Linked DNA regions of Drosophila melanogaster: region 1 is linked to region 2. The links are chromatin contacts, called in public HiChIP or PLAC-seq maps. All regions are on one chromosome and are shown on one strand. Each heading gives the region's core, a stretch centred on a gene start, on an enhancer-like site or on the middle of the called end of the contact. The rest is flanking DNA. Distances are from core to core; before and after follow the strand shown.

Region 1 (2,943 bases), core at 83-2,582, 96 kb after region 2:
AACTTTCGGTCTCTGCGATCTTAACTTAACTTTTATTTTCTATGGCCGCACCATAGATAAGGCACTGCTTTAAAGTAAGTGCTTTGACTTATTGTATATTGTATATTGTAGGTAAATATATTTTTAAATTCTTATCTGTCTGAGAATAATCAGCTGCGCCGGTGGAAGGGTATGAGAATCCAGGCGGGATTCGTTTAATGAACTTTTTAATGCCCAAGTGTTCGGTTTGAGTCTCGTTTCGGATTCTCGGACCTTGACAGCAAATTGCCGAGATTTTAAACAAGTCTGGGTTGTTGCCCATTTTCATTTTCGCCAGGGGACAGCGCGATTTCTCGGATTTGATTGTACTTCTGTTCTATTTTTAATATATTTGTTTTTTTTTTTTTTCGACTAGCAAGAAGGAAATATTTTTTAAAAGGCCCATATGGTGAACATTGGTAGTCCTGATGGACTACCATTTTTTTTATATATTTTTTAATCGGATTAAGCAGAGAGATAAAAGTTGTGGTATATATTCCAAGTAATTTGGCAAATATTTATGTGGATTTTCTTCCCTGTCACAATAGAATTGCATATTATTTCTATATTATATGTTAGGGTTTCATGAAAGAAGCAATAGTAACTATATTTTTTAATAAATATACAGATTTTAAAGATACAAAGTAAACCCTGGATAGATTTGCTTAACAAGTTGGGTGCTCGTATGGACATGCCTCAGATATCGGCCTTAATTGAAATGCCGAGCAGCAACTCACCTGTTCCAAGTGATCCGATCAGGTTGCCGTCGAATGCTGGGTCAGCACTTTTGCCGCCTTTTTTTTTTGCCGGTTTAACTGGGTTCTTGCTGACAATTCGCATCTATCGGATGATCGGGTAGTATGACGAGTAGATACATATGCATGTACGTAAGTGGAGTGGGAGTATCCCAATTGCGAAGTGGAGGATCTTGACTAGGGGTACGCAATTGTTGAGAGATAATACTCCCATACAGGCACACACACTCGCACACACACACACACACACAGTGGCTCAGTGGCTCACACACAGATACTCGGGCACGCACACAGCGACAATTCGGCAAGCAGACAACAACACAACACGCTGTTTTAATTATTATTAGCCCTCGCTGTTGTTGTCCCTGCCTATTTGCTTTTTTTTTCGCTGGTTACGACGATAAGTTCGCAAAGGTCGTTTCACGAAAAAAAAAAAACTTAATGAAGTTTTCAACACACCAGCCAACACGCACATAAAATAATTAAGCCAACTTCGTAATGTGCAATTTCACTTTTTTCCTTCGCAGCGGCGAATTAAATTATTTAACAAACTGTTGCGTTTTCGGTTTTCATGTCTCCCAATAAATATCTTAACAGCGACCACCGATAGAAGCGGCGAAAAACGTTGAGCGCCTTGCAAGAACTAACCAATCCATCCGAGAAGTAGTCGCACCGCCGTCGACGAACTGCGTCGGAATCGGAATCGGAATCGGATCGCTCGACCGAACGCGGCCACCTTTGCGAAAGTATCTCTCAGATACTTTTCAGCTCTCTCCCTCTCTCTCTCTCTCTCTTTCTGCACTGCGTCAGAGATGCGTCGGTGATCGCTGTTGAACCATTACTGCTATATCCACTTTATTGTATCCGACTTTCTTGATGTATAGTTATAAAATAGTTACGTAGTTAAGAGCACAGATACTTAGTAACCTAACAAATGTTTATAGATACTTTCCGGAAGAAAATTGGCTAAATGTACTAGGATACCATATGAAAAAATATTAATAATTCTTATTGGTAAGAAATTGGTACATTTCGTTTTACTTTAGTTTTATGTTGCACATTAAAAAAATAATAATAATAATATGATATCATATCATATGAATATGATAATATGATTTATTTTGTAAGAATGTCTTATTCAAAAATTAAAGAAGAGACAAATTTAAAAAACGGAATATTCACAAATGAAAGTAGTAAATTTAGCGAGAGAGCAGCTAACAGCTGGTTGTGCCACCGGCGGTTTCTCTCAGTGCGTATCTTTGCTTTTCGGAGAGACGGGTGTATCTGTATCTGTATCTAATAGCAGAATGTTGAGTGGCCTGCTCATCGCACCGCCTGTTTGGTAATTCCTTTTTTTCTGGCTCATGGCAACATGTGGCCCGAAATCATTCGCTTCGTTACTCCGTTTTATAGTTCGCAGAATTCAATTCCAATAAATCGCTTGCCAAAAAATGTGCATTAAATATGTAAAAGAATTGCGAGGTTGGAACTATATTATATATTTTTTTGAAAGCTAATGCTTGATATTTTTTAATAAGTACGCTGGGTATTTTCTCTAACCTTATTTCAGCATGTTATATAGTTAGATACAAAATTTTCAAATTGATCTGCAAATCTTAGTATTCATTTAAGACATTCGATGGCGCCACTTTGAAATGCGCCATCTCTTTAACTGATGAGAAATGTAAATTGTAGTTTTATAAATACCCGCCTAGCTGGCGCTTTTGTGCTATGTCAAATATAACAAGAATATATACATGTAAGTAAGACTGTAATGTATATTTATTTTGTATCTACATTTTTTATACTTTCGCATACGCTATAGATTAACAATTCTTTAGATTTCGCGCTAGTCCTACATATATTTATATGATAAAAATGACATTGCATTTTCAAAACAGTGCAAAATTGTTAATAATAATAATTGATTGAAATTAATTAATAATAATAATTGAGAAATTAATTCGCTTGGTCATCAGATGGAAGGATATCACGTAAGCCATTGAAGGTTCCACCCTTCGAGTTTCTCACCTGGAAAAGCCCCCTCCGAAAAAGCGATCAATCATTGATTGAAATCGCTGAGCAATCACTGGCTAATGTTGGATATAAAAAATGGGAATTGCGAAACAAATGCGTTCCAGCTAAACTGACAGCGTCGAATAAAATTAAC
Region 2 (2,930 bases), core at 367-2,866:
ACCGAAATGGCAGCGAGGAAGAATTTATTATACAATCGATTTAAACAATTGGCGCCACAAAGACGGTGACTTTTGTGTGGGATATGGGCAAGGGGGAGTGAGGCGTGGCAGGGTTGGTGGAGCTTTAGTTATTGCAACGGGTGGGGAGGGGGAGCGGGGGTTGTGTGTGTGGTGTACTGTACTTAACGCATGTTAACGCCACTGTTAACTTGCACGCCCGATTGATATGAACGTGGAACAAGGAAGCTAAGTACAAGGGTCCCCCCTTTGAACAATTCGCTTTGCACTCGCAACCGAACGAAATGCATTTGAAAAGCGTGCAGATGTGTGTGTGTGTATGTGTTTGTGTGTGTGTGTGTGTGCATCTGTGTACTGGTGTTGCGCATTGTTGTGCTGGCTGTTGTTACAGTTGCTTTTTTTTTTCCTCCCATTGCTGATAAAAGAAAAGCCCCCAAAACTAATTAACGCCTGCAACGTGTTTGCTGCCAGTATATAATGACATATACCTACATTTTGTACATACTTACATATATATCACCAAGCATTGATAGTGTTCCCCCTTTCCCCCTCGCCCTCCCCATACCCATACTCTTCCTGCCCAACCAAAAAGGTGCGAAAGAGATGGCCACTATGGGCTTGGGGTCTAGACGATTGTGTGTGCTGTGTGTATTTCTACCTTCATGGGTTGACTGTATTTTTATCTGCTAATTAAACACAGACGCTCGATTGCGCCAGTAACAAATACAACAGAAACAGTGAAAACAGCAACTGAAACAGAAACAGAAACCGAAACCGTACAGAAACACCAGTAACAACAGCCCGCTTAAAGTCAACGACGTGGCCATATGGAACCACTAGAGAACCGCATATACCATATACCATATAATACCATATATCATATACTACATAGATGATATAGCCGAAAATATACTCTGAATTACGGCGAGGCAGTTTGGAATTGTGCTTGCACAGCGAAAAGATGAAACTACATGCGTTGTCCGGGTGTCGTCTTTCTTCATCAAATCTCTTGGGAAAGCAAGGAAACGCGACTGGTCTATCTAAATGGCACGTAATGCCTATGTAGCCAGCTTTTTGTCGCATCCTGCCGTCCCTTTCTAAGCCAAACCTTTTTTCAACTACTCCCCCCCCCCCCTCCATGCAACGATACGCGGGCTTATTTGTTTTCTTTTAACAACTTGCTATCTCTATCTCTGGACTCTCCCAAAAGGAACTCAAATGAGGGGAGTCTTAGGAGAGCTCAGCCAATACAGTGTAGGGTCTTAAGCTAGGAAATATTGTCAATTGCAGCATGTTAAAGATGCTAATTCCACTTTATTATGAAATTTTGGTACGGGTTCAAAGTTGCTGATGAATAGAACTGGCTCTTTATTCAAAGCAATGCACGTTAGAAAGATTTTGGGAATTTCGGGTCTTGAGATTACGGTTTTCAAAGATCGTCATAGAGTTGTCGGACTGTAGGTGTATTTTAGACGGCGGTGCAGCGTCGCCAGAAGTGGCAGAGGGGCGGTAGGACGGTTTGGGGGCGGGGCAGCAGAGGCGGTACAGACGATTGAGGCGATCGGAGAGCGGCCAGCAGAGAGCATACATCACTGAGCGCTGAGAACAAACAAAATGAGCAAAATAAGCAAATAAAGCCGTCTCCAGCGGTACAACAACAATAGCGACAACAACACCATCGCACACACACACACACGCACACACATAAGCAATTCTTTAAACAACACAAAAAGAAAAAAAAAGAAAATAAATAAAAACAACAACAAACGTCGCTTAATTTCAAGTTAAATAGCCGACGCGCATTATTTGAGTTTTGAAATGGAGAGCAAGTCGAAGTTGCTGGCTACGTGTGCATATCGCCATACATATGTACACATACATACATATATCCGAATCCATGTACAAATGCCCATGTACCCACATCCATCCCACCGCCGAGTGAGGTTATGTACGGCTGTCATGATAAATGTCTTACCATTTTATCCATTAACCCCGTCGCTGCTATCTCCCCACCCAGCGCGGTCTTTATCTCTGATTTTATACCTTTCAAATGAATCAGAGTTATGAATCATAGTCGCGATTGGTCGGGTTCATCAACTCAATGGCTATGTCCTTTGAACTGTTTTTAAACTGGGATCCAAACTCACCAAACTCATCAAAGTCTTGCTTTCATCACGCAGTTTTAAAGTATATCTAATGGGATCAGTATGACCATAGTTGCTAAGCAATAAAAATATAATTCAAACGCAAAAACGCTAATCATTCATTTAATGATGTGAAACTCTAACGTGACGTGCTGGAATTCGATAAAGCAAGTAACTGTGTAATAGGTATGCTTTTGATATGCTGGTAATATGTTTTTGATGGGTACCAGATAATAAAATTGATATTAAAGCTTGGTAATAATAATTTGTTATATTATATAATATAGATTAGCGTAGCTCGACTTTAGAGAATCCTTTACACATAACACATATAACCAAATATATAGTTAGAAACTAGAACTTCAAACGGTTTTAATAGTTCCCACTTAGCCTGAGTTCGTTTCAAAGATATGATGATCCTTATTCGCGCCATCTGTCGTCTCTTTCGCTCGCTCTTTCCCCACCGATGGCGCTTCGTGCTGCGCTTCGTGTGCTCGGCTCGACGACTTCGGCACTGGCTTCGTGTGCGGCTTCGGCTGCAGTTCCGTCGCATGCGATCGCCGCCGGTCGCTATTTCCACCGGCGCACTGCACGCAACAATCACTCGTCGATCGCTCGCTCAGCGGATCGGACGTACCGGTATTATCGCTCCTCCGTTGCCTCGGTCGCAATCGCTGCTCGCGTCGGTGCGGCGTTGCCACCCCCTCGAAACCGAAAACCCATTATAAAGTTTGAAACATATATATCCTAAACAGAACAATAAGTTTA

Evidence for each region. HiChIP or PLAC-seq counts read pairs in DNA pulled down with a chosen protein or histone mark.
Region 1: a contact with region 2 is called in a Psq HiChIP or PLAC-seq map of the Kc167 cell line, with 2.1 times the contacts expected there. The contact joins the promoter of Chsy here to the promoter of lncRNA:CR44888 in region 2. A contact is called at or near these places in 1 of 1 datasets of contacts at CTCF or cohesin (the Kc167 cell line), 4 of 107 Hi-C or Micro-C datasets (the Kc167 cell line, the OSC cell line, the S2 cell line and 1 more) and 2 of 6 datasets of contacts at active chromatin or transcription factors (both in the Kc167 cell line).

Annotation. Positions count from the first base shown.
Region 1 is chrX:15,592,202-15,595,144 of dm6, forward strand. Chsy (Chondroitin sulfate synthase) reads right to left here and starts at 1,333. Exons shown (of 5, transcript NM_206717.3): 1 at 756-1,333.
Region 2 is chrX:15,496,246-15,499,175 of dm6, forward strand. It overlaps lncRNA:CR44888 (long non-coding RNA:CR44888), which reads right to left and starts at 1,617. Exons shown (of 1, transcript NR_123918.1): 1 at 1,278-1,617. All of the region lies in intron 2 of Gmap (Golgi microtubule-associated protein), which reads left to right.